Regions from separate parts of the Mus musculus genome. Here region 1 is linked to region 2. Evidence: chromatin contacts called from public HiChIP or PLAC-seq data. All regions are on one chromosome and are shown on one strand. The core of a region is the stretch at or near the end of the contact, and the rest is flanking DNA. Distances in the headings are between cores, read along the strand shown.

The links. HiChIP or PLAC-seq counts read pairs in DNA pulled down with a chosen protein or histone mark.
Region 1: a contact with region 2 is called in a FOXA1 HiChIP or PLAC-seq map of pancreatic cancer cells. The contact joins two enhancer-like sites. A contact is called at or near these places in 1 of 39 promoter capture datasets (pre-B cells), 2 of 115 datasets of contacts at active chromatin or transcription factors (bone marrow-derived macrophages and pancreatic cancer cells) and 1 of 9 other capture datasets (embryonic stem cells).

The regions. Positions count from the first base shown.
Region 1 is chr15:86,199,909-86,202,608 of GRCm38.p6, forward strand. No RefSeq gene overlaps it. Among named protein-coding and RNA genes, the nearest start is that of Gm22818, 11 kb to the right of the region's middle. Within about 2 kb of position 1,318, at least 153 of the 459 cell types and tissues checked have an H3K27ac peak or open chromatin away from gene starts, as enhancers often do. A contact at or near this core is called in bone marrow-derived macrophages and pancreatic cancer cells, where this site is marked.
Region 2 is chr15:85,669,690-85,672,389 of GRCm38.p6, forward strand. No RefSeq gene overlaps it. Among named protein-coding and RNA genes, the nearest start is that of Lncppara, 33 kb to the right of the region's middle. Within about 2 kb of position 1,437, at least 212 of the 459 cell types and tissues checked have an H3K27ac peak or open chromatin away from gene starts, as enhancers often do. A contact at or near this core is called in bone marrow-derived macrophages and pancreatic cancer cells, where this site is marked.

The sequences.
Region 1 (2,700 bases), core at 68-2,567, 530 kb after region 2:
GCTCCCACATTCAAACAGAAGCTTGGCTCTCAGTGAACAGAGCCCAGGCTGCTGGGCCACCCTGTAGCTAACTGTTCTTGGTCGTGTCAGAATGGAGATCAGTCTCTTTTAGGAGTACCTTTCTGACCTGTGGCCAGTCACAGCCCCAGAAACCATCCCTGGACGGAAAGGGAGTCTCAGAAAGCCCCTAACCCATCTGTTCCTTCACATTATCTCCTCCTCCTCCTCTTCCTCCTCCTCCTCCTCTTCCTCCTCCTCCTCCACTCTCTCTGCTGGAGGGAGGAGGGTGCTCACTCTGGCTGGAGTGGAGAGGCAGAGATGGCAGAGTGGAGGGCATAGCTCAGCATTAAAGCAGTCACAAGCTCTGGGTTTCATCTCCACCACTGTGAAAAATAAATGAACAAATGAATGATTAACGAATTGTTTAAAATAAAAACAAAGCATCGTGCTGGGGAGGCAGCTCCAGTTGGTGCAGTGCCAGTCACAGAAGCATGAGGGCTCACGTTCAACTCCCAGAACCCACTCAAAAGAGGTTGGGTGAGCTGGTGTGAGCTTGTAATTCCAGAGCTGGGGAGGCGGTGACAGGGGCATCCCTGGTGTTTGATCAGGTTTGGGTTCCAGGTTCAGTGAAAGAAAAAAGAAAAGAAAAGAACAAAGAAAAGAAGAGAAAAGAAAAGAAAGGAAAGGAAAGGAAAAGAAAAAGCAAGGTGAAAAGAAACGGAGGTAGGTACCTGATGTTGGCATTTTGTCTAGGCTCCGCCCCACGGTTACCTGGCAACAGCCAGGTGTGACTGACTCTATAAAAGGGGCTGCTTGCTGCCTCCTCTCTCTTGCCTTTTTGTTCCTGCTCTGTCCTCTTGTCCCTTACCCTCTTTCTCCCCACTCCCCTCCCCTCTCTCTACTTGCTCATGGCCGGCATGAGGCACCCGCTTCCCCCACACCTGACTGCACACCCACCAAACACCTGACATCAACCTGTGCCTTCTATACATACCCTCTGCCACATGTGCACACACGTGTAAATGCACACACACACACACACACACACACACACACACACACACACACACACACAGTAGAGGGGCTCCAGCCATAGCCTCGGCTAGCAACAGAGGGCTAGTTCGTGACATCCTTGAATGATTCGCTGGCCTCCAGTCTCCAGCTTGCCCACTTGCAAGGGGGATAGTTCAGGGTGGAGCAATGGAATTCCCCCACCGGCTGTGACTGTTTGTTGTGTACATTCTGTGACAGTCCTGGGAGCAACAAGCCTGTGTCACAGGGACAAGTTTTAGGTGCACAGAGCTTGCTTGGCTTGCTGCCTAAACTTGTACAGAAAGAAATCCACCTCCTTCCTCTTTAGAAAAGGAAATAGCCTGGAGTAAACACGAGTGTGTCACTGACTATCTAGCCATAGGGAGACATTAGAAAGAGACCCCCTGCAGGTCAGGCAGATCCAAAGCTGCAGGATCTACATGACACAGAGCAACAACAGGATATCCTAGAGGAGTCCCGGTGAGGATGCAGTGTAGATAGCTTAGTCAAAGCAAGCGAGAGGCCTCAAACCAAACCAGTGACTCATTGTAATGGACATTTGCAAGTAAAGATGTGTGGACAAAAAGAATATGCTGTGTGACACGCTGTGACACGCTATAGCTTCCACCATGAGACTTTTGTTTGTTGGGAGGGTTCTTTTTGCTTTGTTTTTGTTTTCTATTTTAATTTAGTTTCTTTTGTGGGGGAGGTTGCAAGGGCGGAGGGTGGATATGAAGGGATGGGGAGATGAGTGGAATTGGAGCGCATGATGCCATTCACAAAGAATCAATAAAAAGGTTAAATAAGAAAGGAGAAAGAAAGAGACCCCTTTGCCAGGCTGCCACCATCCCATGGGGGCCAACAGTCTCCGAATTAGGACAGCAGGAGCAGCTGACGGCCAGGGCAGGAATCCTCTGTGACCAATCACCCGTGCATTGTGCCTTAAGGAAGTGGGACTGAGCCTGGCATGGTGCCATCGGATCGCTCACGGACTTGAGGAGGATCTGTCTGGTACTGGGGACCCTCAGTCCTACAGATTCTCAGAATCCTTCTTGGAAGAGATGTTTGTTGAGTTGCCTTTGTGCTAAGTAAAGTCCAGTCCCAGGACTTGTCAGGAGACTGCATCTCACCAGGGCAATTCCCCAGTTATTGCTTCTTTGATTTTTACTTATGAGGTATGCAAGATGGAGCAGGTTCCCTCTTTTACAGATGGGTGTGGTTAGGCTCAGAGAGAGGCTGACTAGGATATGCTTGAGTCCCATGAAGCTTGGGCCACCTAAGAGACAGCTCTGGGATCCTACACATGCCCCAGAAAGACATCATCAAGTCAACTGGCACTCGGGACAGGAAAGCATCCGGTGGAAAGCACAAACTGGAGAAATGAGCCTTGGAAATGGGGGTTGGAAACCCTGGGGCTGTGGGGCTCCAGGGGTCTCAGCAACAGGTTGAAAGGATCCTGGAGTCAATGCAGAGAGGACTGGGCAAAGGGAGAAAAAGAAGGAACCCTCTGAGAAGTCTGAACCTAACAGCAGTCCTGGTGTCCCATAGACACCCAGAGCCACTGATGGTTCTTGAGCTACCATTGTGTGATGGGCCACACGTCTCTGGAGAAGAATGGGCCGTCATGGTGGGGAGAGATTCCTGGGGGAAGCTGGTGGGAGTCAGGGT
Region 2 (2,700 bases), core at 187-2,686:
GACGTCAAAGGACACTGGTTAGAATGCCAAGGCCAGTGGGGAGGAGGAGGGGGGAGACAGGCACAGAGATTGTGGGATGGGCCCTGGAGGCCTTGTTCTCTCTGGCCCTGGTCGTCAACGGGCTATCATACACCTCCAGAACCAGCCAGGTCCAAGTGGCTGTGATCCAGAGCATGTCTGGACAGGAGGAGGGAATCCAAGTCTAGGGACCCTGTGTTCACATGTGTCTCTGAGAGCCTGAGGCCCAGGCTGGCCTGTGTTTGGAAAACGCTTGTGCGCGCCAGTGAAGCGATCTGAAAGACGCTGCGGCCTCCTTGGCATTCTAACCAATAACCAGGTCCTGGAGCCCAGCCGTCCCATTCCCCCTTTTAGGGGCCCGGGGTGGCCTGGAGCCAGCAGTGTCGCTGAAGGGCTGAGAGCAAAGCCATGGCCTTGAACTACCCTCGCAGCTCCCGTGCCCCAGTCCTAATAGCAGGAAGTTGTTTCCAGCGGGAAAGGAGCGAGCCTGGAGGTGGGCACCAGCTCTGGGCAACATGCCTCCGCGAATCCCATGCCTTCCCAGGCACCTTGCACGGCCCCTTTGCATGCTCAGTTCTGTGCATTACTTCCCATACCCATTCGAGAGGTTGTGTGCTCTCCCTGCCGTACCCCGCTGGGCACCGCGCCCCTTGCTCCGTTGGACTGGCTGGGTCGCCCATGCGCGCGCCCTTCCTGCGGGAAGCCACTGCCACTATCGGGCCCACAACGTTGTCTCAGTACGCTATCTAGAGCTCCGTGACCCTGGCGGCTGTCCTCTGCGCGTACCAGGCTGCGGGCGGGCAGAGGGGGATCCTGTAGACCGAGGGTCCCAATCGGCCCCGAGCGTGCACGCGCGTCCCGGTACTGCCCGCAATCATGGCAGCCAGAGCCTTGGAGCGCAGCCGCGGAGCGCGCCCGGGCAGCCGCCTCCGTGCCAAGGCGGCGCGGGTGGCGCGGGCAGCGCGGGCAGGGGACGCGCTCCTGCTCAGCCCTCCCCGCTGCGTTGGCCCCGGGGCTCTACCGGTGGGTCTCCGCGGTGCGGTGCCCAGTGGGGTGGGCGCGCGAAGGCGACGGGCGGGGCCGCGGGGCGGGCGCGCGCAAGCGGGGAGCGCCCGGGGCGGCGTGCCTGCGGGGGCGCGCACGCGGAGCTGCGGGGCCAGGCGCGGGGCCGGGGCGGCGAATCCGCAGCTCCCGCCGCCCTCCCAGCCCAAGCGCGCCCGTCTGGGTGGGGGCCGCCCGGGAGGGGCGGCGCCCGGACGCACGGGCCCGCAGCGGGCACAGCGGCCTCGTTGGTATTCCGGGCGCGTTCGCAACCCTGACCTCCCCGCGGAGCAGGGGTGCCCGGGTGCTCGGGCACGGCCGCCGCCACCGCCCCCGGGCGGTCTCCCCAGGACGCAGGGCGCGCGGGCGCCTCGCTTCCCTCGTCCCCTCCTCCCCGGTCCCCCGTGCCCCCTCCCCCGCCCCGATCCGGCGGCGAAGGGGTGGGCAGGGAAACGCGCTCTCTGGGACAGGTGCCAACTCCGAGACAAAAGACATAAAATAGGCGGCAACGGGGGAAGCGCGGCCAGCGCGCTCGGGCGGGGACCGCGGCGCCGCGGGGGCCGCATCCTCGGTGCGGGCCGGGGAAAGTTTGGGAAGTCGGTGCGGCCGCTCTGCAGCGGCGGGGGACGCGCGGCCCAGGCCGCCCTCCGAGCCGCGCTCGTCCTCTCCGCGCCGCTGCTGAATAATTCATGGCGCGCCCGCCGGCCATTAGCATGCACCGGGCGCGCGGCGCGTCTGTGCCAAGCCACCGCTGCATTCGGAGCCCGGGCAGCGCCAGACGAGTGGCCCGCTCCGTCCCGGTGCCCTCCGGCCGCCCCCGGTGGCTCTCACCGTGGCCACGCTCGCGCCCTGGGCCGCTGGGTCCCGAGCCCGCCCGACGGCCAGGCTCTGAGCGTCCGGGCCCGCTGCGCCCGCCTGGCCGCTCCGGGATGCACGTGAACTTGGAGAAAGTCACGGAGCACGCCGGCCCGGTCCTCCGCGGCAGGGCGTGGGCGCACGCGGGCCCGCACACTCTCGTTGGCGTCCGGGACAAAGGTCTCCAGTGGCGCCAGCCGTGGACGCGTGACTCGATCCTTCGGGCCACTCTTGCGTGGTGGGTCGTTGGATGTAAGACTGCAGAAGCCCGGAGAGCGGTGGGTCCCGGGTTTGGGGCCTCGCCGTAAGCTGGCCAGAGGCCGTCCCACCCTGCGAAGAGTTGCGGGAGCGGCTCCGCACTGCCCTCGGCTGTTTCTGCGCGCCCAGGAGCCCAACGCAAGTCACCCCGGACTCCAGCCAGCGGCCGCGGGCATGCCAGCGCAGCGCTAGCGGCGGCCAAGACGTGGTCTGGCAGGGCGGTGGACGTGTGCGCCGCGGGCATGATCAAGGTTGGAGAGGTAAGAGCCTTTTTCACTTTAGCTCCTTAGCATTTAAATATTTAATGGGCAGATTTCTAAGAGGGGTCCTACTGCAGGGATCTTTCAGAGTCGGGGACACATTCCAGGTAGGTTGCTCTCGAACCCAAAGCCAGGCAGCTTGCAGAGAACACCACACTGTCCTCCATCCGGAACTTGGGATTTGTGAAACACAGTTTCTGATCTCAGGTGTAGGGTCTGCTAGCCTTGTAGAGATTTTATCGAGCGTATAAAATATTATAGCAGACAT